4 separate regions of the Danio rerio genome follow, and all the other regions are linked to region 2. Evidence: chromatin contacts called from public Micro-C data. All regions are on one chromosome and are shown on one strand. The core of a region is the stretch at or near the end of the contact, and the rest is flanking DNA. Distances in the headings are between cores, read along the strand shown.

Region 1 (3,368 bases), core at 551-3,050, 500 kb before region 2:
TTGCTTGTTTATGGAAAAACCCACTAAAGTTGACATATTAGTTCCTAAAACAAGACAGTTTGCTTGTCTAGAAAAGTTTTAGATATTTGGGTTAGAAACAAGACAAAATAAATCTAAGTTTAAAAAGCATTTCTTGCACTGTAACTAATCTTAACATACACAATCAGTGTCTTAGTGTTGTCCTAAGATGCACACCAAAATTTTAAAGAGCAGTAATAACATTGTTAAAACATAACGATAATGAAAAATTGTTTTACATTTATCCAGAATGTGAAAAATATATACCTTTTTAAGCTGCTTTAAAAAGAGACTATTATGAGAACAAAACCAGCTTAATGCCTTACGTTATATCTTTAAAAATTGTACTAAGTAATTTCAATAGTTAATAAGAAATTTAATGCTTTAATACTAAAACACTTATAAATCTCACTGCTTAGACAACAGAAACTACACATTTATTCTTTAAATCGAAACCAAACAAGGAGGTTTAGCTTTACTTAAAAATCAAACACTGAAGAAAAGTTGATATGTATTATCAAATCATAAATTAAATAATGCAAGACTAGCAGCAAGCCATCATAAGCACGTGATCCTCCAGAAATTAGTTAATAAATAAACCTCACTTATTTAAAGCATAACAAGCTACTGTAAATAATATATGCCCTAAAATTAGCATTACTTTTCTAGCTTAATAAGTGATTCAATTACAGTAAGCGGTTATTTTGTAACTAATTACACCTGACACTACCTGTACATTAATAAATGAATATTCTAGAACAAATCTAGGTAGCAGGGTTGTAAAAAAATAAAAACAACCGCTCACATAATAATATCCAAGTTAGCTTGACATTCAACATTTTCCAAAGGTGAATGAGCTCTGACCAGCTGCTGAGGTTTACTGAATAGTTTCAGCTCAGTTTGAGTTAATAATGATCAAGCTTATTCACATATCAGAGTAAATATTATCATTAATTCTGCTGTGTGTCACAGAAAAACATGGCAAAGTAAGTCCAAACATAACCCTTGATGACAGCTTGTTTTGAACATGTAGCATTAGCATATGGGAAGCCTCTGTCGTTGTTTAAAACAAAGTTTAAACAAGTTTATTGCGCATATAAACCTGCTTATTTATATCAAAAACAAACACAATACACAGCACCAAAAAATAAAACATGTTTACTCCTGACATACATGAGAAAGACGCAGAAAATAGAGCAACGAGTGTGTACTGTATACTGAAGTACAGTTCTTGATAAGCACAGCTAACGTTAAATGGTTAAATCTGATAGATCTGACTGTTGTTTTGAGTCTTTGTGTGTGACAGTGTGTGTAAATGACAGCTAAACATCAGACTGTCATCGCTCCTTACTGACCGAAGAAACAAAACACAAACCCTGACGTCTGCTAGCAAAGCGCTAATGTTCGGTGTTTTTATTATCAGCTCCATCAGAACAGCTGCTCGAGCTAGCCTACACCGAAAAACTCGACCAAAAAACACCACGACCCAGACATTCAACTGCATAATATGTAATATCATACGTTACCCGGATTAGCTGATGTCATGTCCGACAGGCAAAGGTGTTTAGATTAACAAACATATACGAAACTAGTTTCCCAGCAGCTGAGGGAAAACCTCCGCTCCCGCTCTGATGTTAGCTTCTCTTCACTCCGATAGTCTCTTTGAAAGTGCTTTTAAACCGATGTCATGACCTTAAACATGCTGTCATTTTCTCGTTCAGCTTGTGCGGTATCCTCGAGACGTTTGATAGTTGTTTCTTTCTTGGTGCTCTTTTGACTTTTTTCCAGATTAAAAACCTGCCCTGATCCAAGATGGCGCGTGTAATCTTCCAGTAAGCAGTAAATGTACGTCAGAGGAGGAAACTAGAGGCTCTACAGGAGCCAGCAGCGCCACTCAGAGCGCGCGAAGGGTGTCGCAAAAACAAAACACTTTTAATATAATATACTTTTTTTTTTTCATAAGTGTATTTTTCTGGAAAAGATTTTTCCTAATTGACTATAATGACTATATTTTATCAATCTATATTTTATATTTTGGTCTGGTCAATATGGCTTAATCCACACAATCTATTTGGGGTTGAACAACATGAAGGAATTAAGTTAATTTATTAGATTTTACGATTTTAAGTGGGTTGAACCTAAAACATTTAACTCCCCCCCCCAAAAAAAAATCAAGAATTGTGTTGTTTTGGCTTATTTTGAATAAGTAGTTAAATATGTAGCAGGTAACATGATTTTGTGTGTACGGTATATGTGACCTTATATAATTTTCTCTTATTATTATAATTTTTTTATTTAGTTTAATTTTTTCTGTGTTTTTTTCTAATGTTTAAAATTTCAGTTGTTGCGGTCTTATAGTTTGTGGGCAAAAAAAAACACTTCCTCAATTTTATTACAATTAAATTAATGCTGTTTTGTTTTTATTTTTATTTGTGTTACTGATACTTTTATTATTATCATTATTATTTATTTATAATTTATTATTAATTTGTATTTGTTTTGTGAACATTGCTAGTAAACTACTTAAAACTGAATTTAATAGGTGTAAAACACATTAAAATATCTTTAATAGGACATATGTAAGCAACCATATGCAAATATTACATTTATTTTAAAACTGATTGATCACTTCCTCAATTTTATTTTTATTTTTACAATTAAAATTATTTTTGTTTTTATTTGTGTTACTGGTAGCCTACTTATATTATTATTTATTTATTTATTTGAAAACATTGCTTCTAAACTTCCATACTTAAAACTGAATTTAAGCAGAATAGTGGAAGTAATAAACGTAAATACACAAAAATATGCTTAATAAGTAAATATTTAAGCAACCATATGCGTATATATCAAATTTATTTTTTATATAATTCATTATAATTCATTTTCAAAAGGTTCCTACAATGTACACGATCCCAACAAAATAACAACAAAACTAAATTAACATTACACCCTTCAGCAACAAACAACAAAACACAAACATAAATTGAACGGGAGAAAGAAAGGAAAGAATAAAATTATATATATATATATATATATATATATATATATAAATAACTGATCGCTCAGAGAATGGGTGGGTTACATGTGGGGGCTCGTCCGGGATGGAAGTGAGGTTTAGGAGGGTGAGTGTAACAGAGGCCAGCTCGCGAAGTGCTATGCAGGTAAACCTCCTCTGACCTCTAAAGGTGCTCCAGCGACAGATGCTAGAGGCCATGGTCTTTAGCCCACTTGTTAGAGCAACCGACTCCCATACAAAGAATCACTGGGTCAATCCCAGCTCAGACCGGGCTGGGTTCAGTAGGAACGGTGGGTTACATATAAAATAAATAAAATAATAATAAATAATA
Region 2 (3,460 bases), core at 882-3,381:
AGCTGGATAAGTTGGCGGTTCATTCCGCTGTGGCAACCCCAGATTAATAAAGGGACTAAGCCGACAAGAAAATGAATGAATAAATAAATGAATATTAGCAGCCAATGACTGTCAAATCCATACTTGCAAGCGATGTCAGACCTAATATTCAAAGTACTATGGTAAACAATATTGTAAGTGTGTCACTGGATGGATTTAGGAATATAAAACCAACTTTACCTCAATCCAAACCTTTTTCAGTTTCTCTCTTCTGTTGAACAAAAAAGTAGTTACTCTGAAAAAATGTTAGAAACCTGTAACCATTGACTTTCATAGAAGAAAACACAAATTATCTGGAGTAGAACAGTTACAGGTTTTCAGCATTTCTCAAAACATCTTCTTTTGTGTGTAACAGAAGAAAGAAACAGGTTTGCGACAAGTAAATATTGAGGTAAAGTTAGTTTAATATTCAGACATTCCTTTCAGTGACACACTCTATATCGTTTACCATGGTACTTCTGGTACTACCATGATCATTGGCTACTAATATGATTTCCCCATTTAGAATTTGCACGTACTACTTTTCTGAAATTATATTTATCAAGGAGAAATGGGCAAATATAAATCCAACTACACCCCAATGCATATATTACAAAAACCTTTGAGATCAGTGGTTACAGATTTTCAGCATTTCTCAAAATATCTTCTTTTGTGTTTAACAGAAGAAAGAAACTCAAACAGGTTTAAGACTAGTGAATATTGAGGTAAAGTTGGTTTTACATTCACACATTTCTTTCAGTGACACACTCTCTCTGTATGGTTTACCATGGTACTTTTGGTACTACCATGGTCATTGGCGGCTAATATGATTTCCGTATTAAGAATTTGCATATAATACTTTTCTGAAATTACATTATCAAGTCCTAATGGGTGAATATAAAACAACTTTACCCCAGTGTAGAAAATACAAAACCCTTTGAGGTGAATGGTTACAGGTTTTCAGCATTTCTCAAATAAATTTTGTTTGTGCTCAACAGAAGAAAAAACTCAAACAGGATAGCGACAAGCGAAGACTAAATTATGACAACTATGTCTTTAAGTTTAAAATTAATGCAAAAAAAAAAAACACCTCAGTGTTAACTATTAACTCAAGCCAGTCTGAAATATCATCAATAATTCAGCAATAATAAGAGACTTAGATGTTTTAAACAGACAATGTTCTAGAGAGAAAAACAGTCATTAGTGAACTTTCTGTTTACTTGTTTTAGAGTTTTTTTTCTGTTGAACAAAAAAGTTACTCTTAAAAAATATAAATACCCTGAAGGTCAGTGGTTACAGGTTTTCAGCATTTCTCAAAACATCTTCTTTTGTGTTTAACAGAAGAAAGAAACTCAAACAGGTTTGCAACAAGTAAATATTGAGGTAAAGTTGGTTTTACATTCACACATTCATTCAGTGACACACTCTCCTTATTGTTTACCATGGTACTTTTAATACTACCATGATCAATGGCTACTAATATAACTTCCCAATTCAGAATTAGCAAATAATACTTAACGTTATATGAAATTATAATGATCAAGGAGAAAGTCCTAATGGATGAAAACCAACTTTCCCCCAATGTAGAAAATACAAAAACCTTGGAGGTAAATGGTTACAGATTTTCACCATTTCGCTAAATATCTTCCTTTGTGCTCAACAGAAGTAAAACTCAAACAGGTTTGCGACAAGAGAAAATTATGACAGAATTTTACAACTGTGGATGAACTATCTCTTTAAGTTTAACATTAACGTTACTGTAAAAAAACAACACTTTAGGGTTAACTATTAACTCTAGCAGGTCTGAAATATCAATCATAATTCAGTCATAATGAGAGATGAATGTCATTAACTGATGTCATTAGCACACTGAGACTCACTGTAAAGTGTAAACAAGGGCATTTACCGTACTGAGTGGGCACCGGGTCGGGCTGGTATGTGAAGTGCGCTGCATGTCTCCTCTGCGCCCGCGGCTGGGCTGTGCAGTCCGGCGACCGTTTGAGCAGTGTTAAGCTCAAACTACCGTGCACTCCGCCAGTGAACCCCGTTAAACGAGACTTCACACACGAACTTCTTAAGAAGAGCCGCGTCGCCGCCATTGCGCTGGAAACCGTGCAGGAAAAGCGCGCTGACGTCACCATTCACATGGACAAGCGCGCATCTGATTGGCTGAAAACGTGGGAGGAGATTTGACTGACACCGTACGTCAAACGTGGTGCGTGTTTCAAAGTCAAAAATGCAGTCTGTCTAGGTAGGATTTGAGACACAGACACGATATATTAAAGGGCCAGTTCACCCAACAATTATACTTTAAGAGATAGTTTAAACGTAGGGGTGTCCAAACTCGGTCCTGCATAGTTTAGTTCTGACTTCCTTTAAGACATCTGCATGGAAGTTTTTAGTATACCTTGAAAGAGCTTGAATAGCTGGTTCAGGTGTGTCCAATTGGGGTTGGAACCAAACTTTAGAGGACATATTGGGCCCTCCAGGACTGAGTTTGAACACCCCAGGAAGACATCTTGATGCGTTTCTTTTTACTGGTGAAGATATTTAGAAGAATGCTGAAAACCTTTAAACATTGAATTCCGTATAGAAATACAGTGGGATTATTGGTTGCTGGTTTCCAGCATTTTTCGAAACATCTTCATTTGTGTTCAACAGAGGAAACACGTTAAGGTTTAAAATATGCACAGGCTGAGTAAATGATGACATAAATACAAATTTGGCTAAACTACCCCTTCAATGTTCTTGATTTATTTGTCATTTCTTAAATCCAATGCTCTAAAACACGTAATGTGAAATATTGTTTCCATAAACCAAACCGGGACCCATAAATGAGGATTCTTCTATCATTTACTCACAAGCGGATACAAAAACAAGATAATTTGAATAATGTTGTTGCCGAATTTAATGGTTGTAATGTAATGTGTATTTATATATCGTATTTATTGTGTATACACTCAAAGCGCTTCACAATCTTGGGGGGGGTCTCGCCACACCACCACCAGTGAGCAGCATCCACTTGGACGATGAGACCGCTGCCACAGGACAACAGCGCGAGAGTGCTCACCACACACCTGCCACAGGGGTAGTGGAGAGACAGTGATAGAGGCAATTTGTTGGATGGGGATGATGGGTAAGGGGTGATGGGGGGAATTTGGCCAGAACACAGAGATTACACCCCTGCTCTTTACGAGAAGTGCCATGGGATTTTTAATGACCCCAGAGAGTCAGGACCTCGGTTTAACATCTCATCCGAAAGACAGTGTCATAAGAAACCCCTGACAATTGGGTCTGCCTGGGATCCTATTGGTTTACTAGAGTTGTAAGAGGTATAGTTTGTAACTCCTGATATATATATATATATATATATATATATATATATATATATATATATATATATATATATATATATATATATATATATATATATTTATCAGGC
Region 3 (3,509 bases), core at 534-3,033, 270 kb before region 2:
GAGTATTAGCTAAATAAATGTTATAACAAATAATAAATAAATTACAGTGTACATAATACATCTTTAACTAATAATAAAGCTATATTTTCCAGATAGTCTACAGAACAAACCTTCATTATTTAATAACTTGCCTAACTGCCCCAACCTGCCTAGTAGGCAAATATTATTTACTGTCATAATGGCAAAGATAAAATAAATTATTAGAAATGAGTTATTAAAACTATTATGTTTAAAAATGTTTTGAAGAAATCTTCTCACAGTTAAACTGAAAACTGAATATATAGGCAGCATGGTGGCGCAGTGGGTCGCCTCACAGCAAGAAAGTCGCTGGTTCGAGCCCCGGCTGGTTCAGTTGCTGTTTCTGTGTGGAGTTTGCATGTTCTCCCCATGTTGGTATGGGTTTTCTCCAGGTGCTCTGGTTTTCCCCACAAGTCCAAAGACATGCATTATGGGTGAATTGGGTAAGCTAAAAATTGTCAGTACTGTTTGTGTGTGAATGAGAGTGTGTGGGTGTTTCCCAGTGATGGGTTGCAGCTGGGAGGACATCCGCTGTGTAAAACATATGCTGGATAAGTTGGCGGTTTATTCCGCTGTGGTGACCCCAGATTAATAAAGAGACTAAGCCGAAAAGAAAATGAATATATATATATATATATATATATATATATATATATATATATATATATATATATATATATATATATATATATATATATAAAATAATAATAACAATAAATAATAAAAGTGAAATAAAAAAATTATGATTAATTTTAACATAGTTTTGTTGAACTAATAGTTTGGATAACCGACTTATATAATCTGATTCCATAATTCGTATTATTATGATATATAATCATTGGATTCTTTTATTCTAATAATTCAAGTGTTTTTTAATTATTATTTTGCTTAATTTATTAATGCTGCTCATTTATTAAATATTTTTATTTTATGTGGTTTTAATATTTTTTCTCCAAACATTTCTACTGGCGCCTAGCAGAACTTGGCCAACTGGGGTTCCTCGGATGGACCCCAGTATGAACACCTCTGGATTAAAACAATGGAAAGATCTTTGATTTATCCTTCTTATCATAAAAATGTGTGTGTTTTTTTGTAATTCTTATGCATGCATGTAAGCTATGTCTGGATGTTTGTACTGTCATTTTTATTTTTAATTGCAATTTTAGAACACAGAACATACAACAAATATAACAACAAATATACTGACATCAAAACAAATACAATATAAAAAAAAAAAGAAAAAAATACAATTATTCAAAGACAAAATTTAAGGCTTTAAAATGATTAAGTTCTTTTTTTCTTTGGTATTTTTTGTTTCTTTTACCGTGCATAGGTAGTGACCTATTTCTGTTTTAAAGTGAGTAAAATTTGTTTTTTTCACTGCCAATTTACATTTATGAATAAAAATGTTGCATATATAATGAGCAATATTTGTACTGTCATGCTACTTATGTTAAAGGTATGTCCCCTAAGCCCCGCCCTCATGCTTCTGACGCAAGAGACGGGACTCCCTTGCCAACTCTTCATGTCATTGAAAGTAGCACAAAGCGGAGTCTGTCAAATAAACCATTTAACGTATATCACAAATAATGAGAGGTCCTCCATTAAAATAATCCGTATGTTTGTGTCGCAAGCTCAGGATATGGTTTTAAAGTATTTTCCTTGCTGTACCGTCCAACGCAAAATGACAATACAGTCTGCAGTGGAGCTGTCCAATAAAATGTCAGGATAAATGTTTTACGGGCCAATCAGAATTCGTTTTACTCTTGCATGCCTCAAATAGCTCTTACTTAACCGTCTAACTCTGCGGCAACATATTTAGCGTTATTGTAAAACACCAATATTCCGTTTAAAGATGTTTTACTGGATTTGCCGTAAAGATGGAAACACAAACAAGGCCCTTTCTTTCATCTAGCATCAGGTGAGTGAGCGATAGCAGCAGTATTTTAGCATAGTTCAGTCCAATATGGTTCATACAATGATGATGTGTCAGTAACTCATATCGCACACTTCATGACCGATTCAATCATTTATTGTGTGAAATACTCGATCAGCTCGTGTTTTAGTGGATTATGTGATTTCCCGGTGTACATCACAGTGTTTGTTTTGGTTTGTATTTATTGTTGTCCCAGGCTGACGTCGAGTGAGTCAGAAATTAGCATTTTCCAAATGTTTAACGGTTAAATCATACATATAAATAAAATATTAAAGTGTGCATTCACGATCGTATAATTAATGCTCATTAATATCCTGAACCGAATGCTGTAAAACCGAGGCTGAAGCCATATTTAGCTGATGGAGGAGGTATTTGTTAGGTGTCAAACTACATCAGCTCTCTCACACTTGACAATGATCACTGTGTTTTTAGCTGTTAGCTATGTGTGCTTTTTAATACCATGTCCATTGATAGTTTTGGTAACACTTTAGTTTAGGTCACAACTCATGCTATTAACTACTGGCTTATTACCTGCCTATTATTAAGACATAAACTGTCTTTAGTAGTTATAAGGATAAAGGTAAAGATGGTTTTATATTGGGATATTCAGATATTCTCCTAAATAATATAATTTCAGAGAAGTATTCTCTGCAAATTCTAAATAGGGAAATCATATTAGCAGCAAATGACTATGAAAGTACAACATTGTTCAGTCAATTAAATAGTGTTAATGTTGTTTGGAAGTCATACTTGCATGCTAATTCAGATCGAATATTCAAAGTACTATGGTAAACAATAGAGAAACTGCTAAAAGAACGAAAGTGCGAATAAAAAAGCAACTTTACCTCTTTCTTATTCTGCATCCTTAATCCTGTCCAAAAGCTAAACACAACTTCTACCTTACTACTATCTATTAATAAACAGGTTATTAGTGGTTTATTAAGCTAGTTGTGTTAGTTAATGGTTTCTTAATACTGGGAATCGTGACCTAAACTAAAGTGTTACCATAGTTTTTTTATGAAATGTTTATGTAACGTTATTTGCATTACACCTCACTACGAAATTGTATTATTCTTGCCATTATGTTTTTAAATTGAGGTAAAGTTGGCTTTATATTCGCACATTAGAACTTTCTCCTTGATAATGTAATTTCAGAAAAGTATTACTGGCAAATTCTAAATAGGGAAATTATATTAGCAGCAAATGACTATGAAAGTACAACATTGTTCACCGTCAATTAGTTTGGAAGTCAAACTTGCATGTTAATTCCGATCGAATATTCAAAGTACCATGGTAAAAAATAGAGAGACTGCTAAATGAACGAAAGTGCGACTATAAAACCCACTTTACCTCCATATGCATCCTTAATCCTGTCCAAAACCTAAACACAACTGCTACCGTACTATCTAATAATAAAAAGTTAATTAGTGGTTTATTAAGCTAGTTGTGTTAGTTAATGGTTTGTTAATACTGGGAATTGTGACCTAAACTAAAGTGTTACCATAGTTTTTTTTTTTATGAAACGTTTATGTAACGTTATTTGCATTACACCTCA
Region 4 (3,162 bases), core at 454-2,953, 350 kb before region 2:
AAATATAATAATAAACAAAAATAACAACTAATAAATATTTTATTTCAATTTACTTCAAGTTACATAAGATGGCCACTAAATTTAGTTTAGTCTCAAACTCTAAATTTTATACCTGTCATTTGAAATCTTAATATTTATTAACTGTTCTGCAAAACATTTCACTTTACCCATTTGTTAACAAAAAGTTAAATTATAACCAAATTTAGTTTATTAAATTACTCTTTTAACTATATAATCAGGAAGTACATAACAGGTATTTGCTTTTGTTTAATTACACAAAAACTTGTTGAGCTTAATACCAAACAATTTTTTCACACATTTTTTAACATTTCGTTGTCACAAAAATAGTCTGAAACATTGAAGTGAACATTTAACTTGTATTTTTTACTTTTTTTGTCATTTCAAAATGCAGTTTAGAAAGTGCACGATATAGGGATAAGTTAAAAGTGCTATTATAGAAAACTATGGGTAATATTTACAAATATATGTAGTTTAAACAAAATATACTCAAGTCGTATTAACTGCAATTAAATATTTAAACAGAATTAAATATGGTATTGGAGGAATTTAATATGAACCCCACACAATTGAGGTAAGGTGGGTTTAATATTCGCACATTCTCCTTAAAGATAAAACGTCACAAAGTATTTATGCAAATTTTAAATGCTAAAATCATATTATCAGCTAGTGACTATCAAAGTACAGCATTGTTTACAGTCAAATAAATGGTGTTAATGTTGTTTTGAAGTCATGTTTACAAGTGATTTCAGACCAAATATTTAAAGTACCATGGTAAACAATATGAGGAGCATGTCACAAGTTGTCACTGAACGAATGTGCGAATATAAAACCAACTTTACCTCAATATATATATATATATATATATATATATATATATATATATATATATAGGTGTTTAAAGTTATTTATATACTGACCCCCTTTTTGTCTCCTCCTTGAGAAGCGGCTGGTGACCCGAATCCTCCAGGAGACTGTGTGTACCCAGCCATACTGGCCTCTCCGTATTTACCTGCAAAAATATGAATACCATATTTCAATCAAAACGACTTATTGGTTAAAAACCCCGTCCGACTGGCAGTAACGTAAGAGTGCGTTAAAAACAGACCTTGACAACACACCGCTAACCGACATCACACTGACACTGTATAACAGAGCTTTCTGACTCTCATTAGCGGACTAGCAGAGTAAACTCAGCTCTAAAGCCAAAATAAAGTGATTTCTAAAGCACGTACCTTGGTTCCACATTTCACTCGTGAATGTTTTTCTTCTGAATGCGAAGCAGACCGACAAGACACTCGAAAATCTCCCGCCACGACTGATCGCGCACAGTTTGACGTCACGTCTCGAAGTCCGCGCGCTCACAGTACGCGTGCGCGTGTGTCATCTGCCGCGAAAGTCCCACACGTATACTGTAAAAGTCCACAGAAGCTTGTATGTTGTTAAAATTGTTTTTAAATAAAAATAAAGCATAAAAAAATAAATAAAAACAACAAAAAATCTGTAATCTTTCTTCACTGAAATTTACATTAAAACGTTTACGCTCGTTCTCATATGTTTTGGAATAGTTAAAGCATGTAAGCGGGCTAAGCCCAGTCATATATTGTTTATATATTAAAATAAAATAATTATAATAACTGTCCAAATATGTTTGAAAACAGCGTTTTTTAAAATGTTTTTAAAAGTAACGTTAACACTGAACAGATGCAAACTGAATTCTGAAGACTCTTAATATGAAATGACGGTGTCGCAGACAGTTTGTCGTCACGTTGTTTTGTGTGTCGCGTGGGATTTATGAGTAGAATCGATGAATCCATAGCTTCTGTAAAGAAATACCAATGGAAGAGACTGCGAACACAGATGTCCTCTTTATTGAGCTCAGACAGAAGCTGCAAAGCGGCCTTTTGTTCATTCGGTAAAGTTTTTCTCTTCTACTTTGGCTCTCTCATAGTCACTGACTGTCAATGCAGTGTTTCATCAGTGTATGTGAGTGAATTATGTCATGTACAGTTACACTTAGCACCCAGGGATTCAACGGGATTTCTTTTAACGTACTAGGGTAACGTTACAGCTTATTTTGAGTTTATTTACTGGAATAAAAGGTTATACAATTTCAGGAGGCAGACTTTGGGAACACTAAGTTAGAGAGTACTAAAATATAGTCGTTTAAATGTTTATAGCTAGGTTTTAAAATTATTTATATAGTATACTGAATTATATATATTATACTATTGCATACTGTTTTATTTTTTACACTAGCTCTATAAGATAAAACAGTTAGAAATGCCACAATGAAACACTAGATGGCAGTATTGACCAGATAGTTGGACAGCTTATTTAACGCCATGATATTTTCTTTATGAAAAATAACTTTATGACTAACGTTGCTGTTAACTTTAGACCTCTTAAAATCGAAGAAATTGATTTCTAACACATTTCATCCTAAGTCTCTTCATGCACTGTACAATATGCAGGGTTCCACATAATTCCATAGAGGTAAAGCTGGTTTAAATTGAGATATTCAGACATTCTCCTTAATAATATAATTTCAGAAAAGTATTCTTTGCAAATTCTAAATAGGGAAATCATATTAGCACTTTAGCAGCAAATGATTATGAAAGTACAACATTGTTCACAGTGAATTAGACAGTGTTAATATTGTTTAGAAGTCAAACTTGCATGCTAATTCCGATCGAATATTCAAAGTAACATGGTAAACAATATAGAGACTGCTAAATGAACAAATGTGCGAATATAAACTTTGGGAACCACTGAGTTAGACAATCTAATTATAACTTGAGGAGACAAATGCCTCAGCGTTTAATTTATTTTCTTTACAAAAATATATTTTTTTCTAAGTGACTGACTACAACTTCATTTTTAGTTTTTAAGCCTCACGAAATTTGAAAAAATGGTTCTCTAAAAGATTTTTTTAGTTTCTTACACATTTCATGCAACGTCTTGACTGTAAAAATGGATTTACTCAGCTGTCTAATGTAAAGTATTGTTTTTTTAGAGTGCTCTGATGTGATTTGTGTCTTGTAGCTGTGAAATAACTCATCATTTAGATTGGAGATATGGAACTGTAATTTGCTTAAAATATTTATAGTCATTTTTTAATTTGTTTTATTTAATATTAACCTT

What was found. A called contact is a pair of places that touch in the nucleus more often than the background predicts.
Region 1: a contact with region 2 is called in a Micro-C map of caudal fin, with 15 times the contacts expected there. The contact joins the promoter of arnt here to the promoter of bckdhb in region 2. A contact is called at or near these places in 3 of 18 Hi-C or Micro-C datasets (caudal fin, hematopoietic stem cells and an unstated tissue) and 1 of 4 datasets of contacts at active chromatin or transcription factors (embryo).
Region 3: a Micro-C map of caudal fin shows a contact between it and region 2, with 2.6 times the contacts expected there. The contact joins the promoter of ibtk here to the promoter of bckdhb in region 2. A contact is called at or near these places in 1 of 18 Hi-C or Micro-C datasets (caudal fin) and 1 of 4 datasets of contacts at active chromatin or transcription factors (embryo).
Region 4: a Micro-C map of caudal fin shows a contact between it and region 2, with 10 times the contacts expected there. The contact joins the promoter of ube3d here to the promoter of bckdhb in region 2. A contact is called at or near these places in 3 of 18 Hi-C or Micro-C datasets (caudal fin, hematopoietic stem cells and an unstated tissue) and 1 of 4 datasets of contacts at active chromatin or transcription factors (caudal fin).

The regions. Positions count from the first base shown.
Region 1 is chr16:4,819,441-4,822,808 of GRCz12tu, forward strand. It overlaps arnt (aryl hydrocarbon receptor nuclear translocator), which reads right to left and starts at 1,801. Exons shown (of 20, transcript NM_001430813.1): 1 at 1,545-1,801. The coding sequence starts at 1,563.
Region 2 is chr16:5,319,935-5,323,394 of GRCz12tu, forward strand. bckdhb (branched chain keto acid dehydrogenase E1 subunit beta) reads right to left here and starts at 2,132. Exons shown (of 11, transcript NM_001080653.1): 1 at 1,925-2,132. The coding sequence starts at 2,117.
Region 3 is chr16:5,046,067-5,049,575 of GRCz12tu, forward strand. It overlaps ibtk (inhibitor of Bruton agammaglobulinemia tyrosine kinase), which reads left to right and starts at 1,784. Exons shown (of 29, transcript XM_005157859.6): 1 at 1,784-1,939.
Region 4 is chr16:4,972,733-4,975,894 of GRCz12tu, forward strand. ube3d (ubiquitin protein ligase E3D) reads left to right here and starts at 1,704. Exons shown (of 10, transcript NM_001326410.1): 1 at 1,704-1,933. The coding sequence starts at 1,857. It overlaps rpa2 (replication protein A2), which reads right to left and starts at 1,400. Exons shown (of 9, transcript NM_131711.2): 1 at 1,254-1,400; 2 at 939-1,030. The coding sequence starts at 1,266.